Regions from separate parts of the Sus scrofa genome. Here all the other regions are linked to region 1. Evidence: chromatin contacts called from public HiChIP or PLAC-seq data. All regions are on one chromosome and are shown on one strand. The core of a region is the stretch at or near the end of the contact, and the rest is flanking DNA. Distances in the headings are between cores, read along the strand shown. Region 1 holds the start of CEP57L1 (centrosomal protein CEP57L1). Region 2 holds the start of CD164 (sialomucin core protein 24). Region 3 holds the start of ZBTB24 (zinc finger and BTB domain-containing protein 24).

Region 1 (3,083 bases), core at 538-3,037:
TTTGAGGGATATTTGGGAGACAAAATTGAGAGTACTTAAAAATAATTTGGCTACAGAGGTATGAAGGACATTAGGAAATCAAGGATAATGCATAGGTTTCAAATTTTCACAAGTGCATGGCAGTGCCCTAAGTGAAATAGGGAACACTGGGAAATAATCAGATTCATAAAAGATACTGTTCATTTGGTTTTAGGCATGTTAAGTCTGAGGTGCTTTTGAGATATCCAAGAAGAAACACCATAGAGATGGGCATAAGAAAGCTAAAAGGTGAAGCTGGATGAAATTATACATTTAAGTCATAGGTGGTGGTGAAACAAAGCTAAAAGGTGAAGTTGGATGAAATTATACATTTAAGTCATAGGTGGTGGTGAAACCATGGCTATGAATGAGATCATACTCAATCACAAAGTAAAAAGGAGACCCACACTTAAGAAACTACCCTATCCTTTGTGGGTTGGACAAAGGAAGATGAGCCTCCCCCCACCCCAAAAGACACAAGAAGGAGTGGCTTTGTTTTCTGAAATCATACTCATAAGAAGGAAGTTCTCATTTTTTAAAATTCTGATTTAAACAAGCAACATTAGAATGTTCTAGGCTTTCCAAATTAAACCAATTCATCAGAACTCTGTTCAAGGATAGGTCACTTTCAGAAACTATCTGGAAAATTCATAGTACGTTTCTCTTTTCTGCTCTTTACTCTTTTCTCTTTGCTGTATTGTACATCAAAACACAAAAAGCTATTCCTCCTGAAATGTATATGATTTTGGCTTATTGCAGTTTCCTGAAATTACTATCTCCCTCACTCTTGGCCTCACCATATGCTGTTCTTTTGACCCTCTTTCCCTGAGATGAAGATTTCCCTGACTTTCCAAGACCGGCCTAAGTGATCTTTCTAGCCATCCTAATAATATCATATAGTACTGTATGTTTAATGTGTGTACTGTACTTTATATATGTATTGTATAATGTTTAACCATTAGTTTAACTAGATGGGAACTGTGCGTTTTCCACTTGTCCAGTACTTGGTTTTTAGAAACTAAGTTTTAGAAACGCATGTATTGTGCAACATGAAAAATTAAAACTAATTTGTTATCAGTCCAGTGATAGCCCTTCAAACCTCAACTTTTCTCAAGAAGAATGACTTCAAACAGCAATATGCAAACAAATTATTTAATCTTTTAAAATTACTAAATTTTAGAGATTTTTATAAGTCTTTTTTCCATATGGTATTCTTAAAGCCTGCAAATATTCATATCTAGGAACACGAGGGATTCTTTTCCCTTCAGTTTTGTACAAAAAGGATTTGACAACTCTCTTTCAAAGTGTGGCACAGGATTTCTTCTGCGCAAATAAAGCCTCAAACAATCCTATGCAATGGCAAACAAAGGTGCACTTACACAGGGATACTGAGTCCATCCCGCGTGAGCCCACCTGACAGAGCAGAAGCAGAGGTAGCACCGCGGAGCACTAGTTTCCACAGCATCCCTCTTGCCTGACCTTATGCAGCTCTTTCCGACCATCCATGTCCTCTCAACGCGCCCGCGGTCTTGGGCACTCGGACTAGTTCTTCCCACGTAGATTACTGATAGTCCCTGGACTAAGGAGTACAGCTCTAAGGAGACGGCTTCCTTTCTAAAATCCCACAGGAAATGGAGGAAGGAAAAATACTGTCAAAGGAAAAGTGTCAGCCAAGCCCACAGTGCTCACCAAGCCAAATCTCTCAGTCAAATCTCCGGCAGCGCTAGCCGTTGGCTCGCAGGGAGCCACAGGCAACGTCGCAGTGGCTCCCGGGAGCTGTAGTTTCTGTCTCAAACAGAACGCGCCTACAGCACCAGAACTACACTTCCCAGAAGTCAATGCGAGGACGCCCTGCCTTCTTAAATCTGGTGTTTGGCGCAATAAAGAGTTTCTATTTTTTCCTCTGATTTTAAATTTTGATTCGAGTTCTTCCAGGAGTTTATCTGTGCCCTCCTTATTTGCGGTTCTTGTCTCGTGTGTGATAATTTCGGCGTATTTCAACTTTTCGTTACCCCCGTTCAGCCCAAAGAAGCCGAACGTCAAGGCAAAAAAAAACCAAAAAAACCAAAAAACAAAAAAAAAAAACGCCCCCCGAGCAGATTCGGTGCCTCTTAAGGCGCATGCGCCCGGCCCACCGTTACGCATGCGTAGCAGCCGTCAGCGGTTGGCGGCCGCTCGCGGGCTCGGGGTCCGGAGGTAGCTTGTTGGAGGGCGGGGCTTTTTCCGATGGCTTTGCCTCAGCGGGTCGCGTCTGCTTGGGCGGGGAAGAGGGCGCAGGGGCAGGGGCAGGGGCGGCTCCTGGCTTGTGCCGGGCGGAGAAAGGGGAGGGGCTGGGGGTGAGGACCCCGTCTCCCCTCCCCGCTCCCGCCCTCTGGGCCGAGCCCCATCGATGGGGCTGGGCGAAGGGGCGGGTTCTGCGCCTGGGGCCCTGCCGCTCCGCCAGCTTCGCGGCCCAGCCCCGCGATCGGGGATTGCTGGGCTGCCCTGTGCCGGTTTGGGTTGGCCGGCAGTGGGCGAGGATACCGGGATTGGAAGAGAAGCAGCGTCAGCCCGTGGATTCTGAATCCGCAGAGCCAGAGACGCGTTCCTCCAACGCCACCACCGAGACAGAGGCTGCACGAGACTGCAGCCCCTGGGGAGCGCCAGGGTCTCTAGCCGCGGCGTCCAGCGAGCCAGGGTTCGGCGAGCCTTTCCAGCCAGCGCCCGGCCGGGCGGGAGGAGCTGCGGAGGGCGGGGACTGGTGCCGGAGGAGGGGCGGGGTGGGAACGCTCCCGAGAACACCGTGGCTGCACGGACAAAAAACACCGAGTGGCTGCAGAGCGTTCAACTGTATCCAGCCTTTTGGGGCAGAGCACGGATTTGACAGCTCCACGGCTTGAGGATATCCGCTGACCCCGAGAGACGGAGAGGAACACTTCCCCGACACTGTCCAGCAAAGCCAGCTCTGTAAGGTTTCAACTTTCCAACTTTTTTTTTTTTTTTTTTTTTTTTTGTCTGACTAGAAGACTGCTACTCCGGGTAGAAGGAGAGGGCGAGCTCTGTCTGGTAGATCGAAGACATTTCTG
Region 2 (2,978 bases), core at 313-2,812, 290 kb before region 1:
ATGGATGCTAGTCAGATTGGTTTCTGCTCATCCACGACAGGAACTCCAAAAACTCTATTTTAGATGCCAGTCCTTGGTTTGAAATGGTGAAAATAACTTTGGAAGTCTTCCTTGACCTGGCTCAACAGATGCTGTGCTAAATAAGCTGATGCTTTTTTAGTCTTAAAAACAAGAGTGAAATGTCCCCTTACGAAGACCAACAAAAATTTGACAACTAGAGTTGAACACCCCGTGGCAAACTGTAAAACAGTGGCCTCCACAATAGCGTGTTTTCATCTTAGCATGGAGACAATCCATCCGGGTATGGGAAGAAAACAGAACTTCTATTACATTTTCAACATTAAAAAAAAAGTTGACTAGTGCCTTCATTTGGTCTGGTATCAGATGGTCATGTGCTAAATAAATACTGTGTGAGAGGAATCCTGACTGAAGAGATAGGTTTGAAGGCTGATGATGAGACCTCACTTACTTACTTGGTTGTACTCTCATGCTTTGGATGGCAAGTTGGACCAGTAAAAAAACGAGTTTCTGGCTTACATCCAAGCAATCTCTAACTAGCCTAGTTCATGGAACAAATGTTTATAGTCAGGAGGGTACACAAGCACCCCACTGATTTGATTGTAGGTTTAGGAAAGCCTTCAAGTTTAGGTAAACAAGGTAAATAGCTTACACAGTCATCTTTTGGGGGGGGGTGGATTCCATAGCGGGGTACATCTCACAAAAGCTACTGATGTTGCGTTACTTTTTCTTTTTAGGATAGGTGTGCGCAATTAAAATTAAATGATAAATACAAATAGCTGAAAACAGCTTTATAATCCAACTTTTACCATTTGATAGAAGCATGGCTGTACGCGTAAATATTTTTGTGAGACTGAGCATCAGATGGCGCTCATCCCTACTAAAAGCCTGAGCAGTGGCAGAATATTAACAGGCATTTCAAAATCCAGCCATGACGCCAAGCAATTGTGCCTTTCAGTCGAGTCACTTTTCTGAGTCTCGGTTTCTTCACCTGTAAAGTGGGGGTGGGAACAACCCAGATGGATTTCCAACTCTACCGTCTTTGATGCTTCCACTATAGCAGTGGCACGGACCGGCGGCTGCCACCGCTCACTGGCTGAAACCGCGAGAGACTCAGAAAACTCAAGGTGTGAAAGTGTGACAGAGGCAGATGGTGTGCGGCTCCGGCTGGAAAGCAGGAGAACGCTTTCAGTGTCTCAGCCGCTCACGTAGTGTGGGCGCCAGAGCAAAAACTGAACCGCGCGCGGTATCTCCATTTCCCTGGGATTTCCTAACACGAGGTCACTTACAACAAAACCCACTTTCAATGGGAAACGCGCGGGTCCTGAGAAGGATACTTATGCAAGCACCTTGGCAACGCGCGAGGGCAGTACAAACTTTATGCCTGCCCGGGTCCTGAGCGAAACGCCTGGAAACTACTTCCGCCTTGCGGTACTCGGGTCCTAGGGGCGCGGCTCCGGGGGTCACGTGGGGTATAGCCGATTCACCGCCACGACGCCGTGGCTACGTCATATAGCTTGTCCCATCCAAGACGGGGTGGGAGCCTTCTCTGTTGCCGGAACGAGAAAAGCCCAGCCGCATCCTTGTGACAGTCTCAGGGTAAAGAAAAGAATTTTATGTGTCTGTCCAGTTTCTTCGCTATATACAGTCGCTTGGAGGGACAGCTTCCTTCAGGTTTCCTCTCGATGTTCCTGTTCCCCCTCCCGTAGGATTCCAGTTGGTGTCGCCAGCGCCCCGCCTCCGCACGCCGCGGCCCTGGGGTAGCTCACGTGACCCCGGCACGCTCCCGCGGGGGGAGCGAAATCTCGAGGGCATCGCCGCAGGGGACAGAGGGACGCACGCTCCGTTGAGCACCTCATCTTTCGCTTGGACGCCAGCGCGAAGGACGCGATGTTGGGGCTCTCCCGCCAGCTTCTTTGGGCCGTCGGCTGCCTGGCCGCGCTCTGCGTGCTGACAGCGGCGAAGAACAGCACCATCCTGCCTCCGAGTACGACTACACCCTGGCTTTCACCGCCCACCACCCAGACAACCTCCGCGCCGCCGAAGACGCTCCCCACTCCAGCACCAGGTGGGCGCCGGTCCTACGGGCTTCCTACGCTCTTCTCCCGGGCGGAGCCGCCCGCGATGCCCGCGGAGCCGGGGCCCGGGCGGGCCGCGCTCAGGCAACATGGCGGCCCGTCCGAGTCCAGCCGGGACCAGGCCGAGGTGGCCGCGGTGGCCGAGGTGGGGAAGCGCCCTGGGGGGAAGGGGCGGCGGTTTCCGACCTCACAGTATCCCGCGCCGTGGTGCTGTTTAAAAGTGCCTCGTAATCCCCAGCCTGACTTCAGGCTCGGAAGAGGGGACGTGGCTTCCTTCCGCGGTGGCAGCGGTGAGGTTGATTATGGGGCGAGGCGGCCGCCTCCAAAGTTGGCGACGAGACCGAATTCCCTCTCGTTGGCGTTAGTCGTTTGTCCACCCAGGTTTTCTTTTCGAAGGCAGGCTTCTCCTGAGGTTGGCGAAAGAGGGAAAGAGACGCTGAAGACGTTAACGTTTTCTGGTGCCTCAGACCTGGGTGTGAAAAAATAAGTGGCTTGGGATTTAATTACATCGATTTTGCGGATAGGTATGGGATGTATTTGAGGTTGGAGCTTTTAATTAATTAAAGCTTAATACGCCCCATGCTATATGTGCAATGGAGGAAAAGTACCATACCCATTCGTATATCTGGTACTTCGCATATATCTCAAACTCAAAGATAGGTGGTGAAACTTAGGAGATGGAAGGAGATAAATTAACTGTGTCAAAACCCTATGTTTAGTAGTTTGAGAAGCTGAGATTCGAACCCAGGTCTCTGGATTTTCTAAAGCCCGGTCTGGAACACCTTTTATTAAGCTCTACAGACGATCTGGGAACTGGTTTAGGCATACACTAAATCTCTTAGCAGAATTTGGCAGTGCTTTGACAACACACGAGAGAGGGGG
Region 3 (2,897 bases), core at 333-2,832, 380 kb before region 1:
AGTTGAATCAAGAAATAATAACCTTCCAAAATAGAAAGCAGCAGGCTTAGATGGCTTCACTGGTGATTTCCACCAGACATTTAAAGAAGAGTATGCAAGACTGGGTCAACATTCAAATATCAATTAATATAATCCACTATATTAACAGGTTAAAGAAGAAAAATCCAACACCCACTCATGATAAAAATTCTCAGTGGAAATTCCTGTCGTCGCTCAGTGGAAATGAATCCAGCTAGTTTCCATCAAGATGCAGGTTTGATCCCTGGCCTTGCTCAGTGGGTTAAAGACCCAGTGTTGCAGTGAACTGTGGTATAGGTCGAAGACAAAGCTTGGAGCTGGCGTTGCTGTGGCGAACGCCAGCGGCTATAGCTCTGATTTGACCCCTGGCTTGGGAGCCTCCATGTGCCGCCCTAAACAAACAAAAAAACAAACAAACAAAAAAAACCTCCACAATATATCAGCACCCAAATGAAATGAACATTAAGGTATAAATCTAATATGTAAAATATATGAGGAAAACTGTAAAACTCTAATTAATGAAATCTAAGAACTAAATAAATGGAGAGACATTCAATGTTGTGAGTAGGAAGACTCGATATTGTCAAGATGATAGTTCTTTCCAATTTGATCTATATATTCAAAGCAATCCCAATCCCAATCCCAGTAAATTGTTTTGTGGATATCTACACAGTAGTAAAAATTTTAAAGAACCGGGGGTAATTTCAAAATTTTGGAGACTAGAGAGAGGACATGCTGGGCATCTGGAAGGGTGTGTTGAGGGGCATAACTTATAAACAATTAGATATTAATGAACCATAAATTGTGAGAAAATGCTGAAATAGTTGGAGAAAAAAGTAGAAGGGGACTAGATTTGGGTGGGGCTCATGGACCATATCCAGAAGCTTGGCCTCCATTAGGAGGGAACAAGGGAGCCAAAATGGGTTCTAAGCAGGGGAGTGATTCCAGTCTCTGGGTGTGACATGCCATGTATTGGAGGAAACAACCCTGCAACTAAGGCTTGTTAGAAAAGCTTAACAGTGTATTGAAGAAAGACGCTGAAAGTATGAAGAATAATCATAGTAGACATGAATTAAAACATTAAGCCCATGGCATACTTAATCTTGTCTGCCCCACCGCCACCCAGTGTTGGCACTGGTGTCAAGCTCTCCATTTTACAAGTAAGGCGAATATGGTAGAGAAGATAAGTCACTTGATCAAGACCCCTCAGTACCCAGATCTGTCTACAGCCTCTCTTCACTCCCTTGAACTAAGGCATTGGACTATGACGACGGTGAATGTACAGGCGCTTTCATTCATTCGTCACTTATTGGAGACCGAAAGCCAGCTTCAGCGTCCAGGAAAGGGAAGAGACAAAACTCATTAAGGTGTCAGTGAGCAGCTAACCGGATGTAAAACTTCCGTAGCTGCAGAGTGACAACAGCATTACCGCCCACCGTCCTCTACCCACTGTGAACACCAGACGCCCTCCCTGCGCCGCCTCCGGGGACCTCAGGCCCCGCCCCGCCCAGGGGCGCCCCTGCGGGCCACGTGGTGCGGCGTCCGCGCAGGCGGCTCCCGGCGCCGGCGCTTCCGGGTTGGCGGCGGCTGCGGCGCAGAGGTAGGAGCCGGGCGGCGCGGGGACGCCGGCGGCTGGCCAGGCGGAGCTGGGGGCCTGGGCCGGCCTGGCGCGAGTGCGCCTGCCAGGCCGCTGGGTGGGCCAGTCGCGATCCAGACCCCGCCGGACGTCCAGAGAGGTAGGTCCGCTACTGGCCCACCGTTGGTGGGCGCGGCATCCGCGTCCGTGTCGACCCTGCCCAGCTGGCCGCTCCTCGGTCCGGCCCGAGGGGCCCGGGTAGGAGATGCGGGAGTACCCGCGTCCCAGCGTCCCCTCGTCCCGCCCCCAGGTCGGCGGACCCAGGGCCCCGGGGAATTGCCCGCGCGCAGTCTGATAGCCCAACGTGGGCAATCCACGCCTCCCTTCCAAAGCGAAGCCGGATGTGCCTTACGTTATTACTACTCAATTGCTGCTACCCCCAAATTGACTTTGTACACATACATTTTCTTCGCCCTTTCCATTTTTGTTTCACAGACTAGCTAATAATATGTAAAGTCGAGACACTAGTTTTCATTCTGATATTTGTGCAACTATGGAAAGTTAGTGCAGGGTAGGACTTCAGAGACGATTGATCCGATTCCTTCATTTTACAGAAAAGAAAACAGACCCTGAGAGGTCCCGGGAACGTCGGAAGTTCACCCAGCTGGATAAGGGTTCAATAGGAACCCAAAGCTAAGTTTTTAAATAGACTTTTAAAAGTGATAAGTGGTAAAATTCAATTAACAAAGTGAAGTGACTCTAGGTTCCTTTGGGCTGGGATTAACCTGGTTAGACAATGTGTCCTGCCTTTTAAGCATTATTTTCTGAAGTTCTCTTGGGGTGTCTGCAGCAGCTTGGGTTGTTGCTGTGGCGTGGGTTCAATACCTGTCTTGGAAACTTCCACTGGCAAGGTGGAACAAAAAAACCTTTGTTTTCTTATTTCAGGCCAAATCCTTCTTGAGAGCCTAAAGAAAATGGCAGAAATATCATCAGAGCCTTCAGGGCAGCTTATTGTACACTCAGACACTCACAGTGACACTGTCCTGGCCAGTTTTGAGGACCAGAGGAAGAAAGGCTTTCTCTGTGACATTACTTTAATTGTGGAGAATGTGCATTTCCGGGCCCACAAAGCCTTACTGGCTGCCAGTAGTGAGTACTTCTCAATGATGTTTGCTGAAGAAGGAGAGATCGGCCAGTCCATTTATATGCTAGAAGGCATGGTTGCCGACACTTTTGGTATCCTGCTGGAATTTATCTACACAGGTTGTCTCCAGGCCAGTGAGAAAAGTACAGAACAAATCCT

Evidence for each region. HiChIP or PLAC-seq counts read pairs in DNA pulled down with a chosen protein or histone mark.
Region 2: an H3K27ac HiChIP or PLAC-seq map of alveolar macrophages shows a contact between it and region 1. The contact joins the promoter of CD164 here to the promoter of CEP57L1 in region 1. A contact is called at or near these places in 1 of 5 promoter capture datasets (liver), 5 of 47 Hi-C or Micro-C datasets (embryonic fibroblasts, epiblast stem cells, fibroblasts and 2 more) and 2 of 2 datasets of contacts at active chromatin or transcription factors (alveolar macrophages and skeletal muscle).
Region 3: a contact with region 1 is called in an H3K27ac HiChIP or PLAC-seq map of alveolar macrophages. The contact joins the promoter of ZBTB24 here to the promoter of CEP57L1 in region 1. A contact is called at or near these places in 2 of 47 Hi-C or Micro-C datasets (psoas muscle and skeletal muscle) and 1 of 2 datasets of contacts at active chromatin or transcription factors (alveolar macrophages).

The regions. Positions count from the first base shown.
Region 1 is chr1:75,169,697-75,172,779 of Sscrofa11.1, reverse strand. It overlaps CEP57L1 (centrosomal protein CEP57L1), which reads right to left and starts at 1,787. Exons shown (of 11, transcript XM_021090896.1): 1 at 1,398-1,787. The coding sequence starts at 1,520. SESN1 (sestrin-1) reads left to right here and starts at 2,406. Exons shown (of 10, transcript XM_021090855.1): 1 at 2,406-3,083.
Region 2 is chr1:75,456,724-75,459,701 of Sscrofa11.1, reverse strand. CD164 (sialomucin core protein 24) reads left to right here and starts at 1,562. Exons shown (of 7, transcript XM_001924626.5): 1 at 1,562-1,617; 2 at 1,728-2,086. The coding sequence starts at 1,909. LOC102164525 (a long non-coding RNA gene) reads right to left here and starts at 1,458. Exons shown (of 4, transcript XR_300811.3): 1 at 1,368-1,458.
Region 3 is chr1:75,547,480-75,550,376 of Sscrofa11.1, reverse strand. It overlaps ZBTB24 (zinc finger and BTB domain-containing protein 24), which reads left to right and starts at 1,582. Exons shown (of 6, transcript XR_002343809.1): 1 at 1,582-1,754; 2 at 2,540-2,897.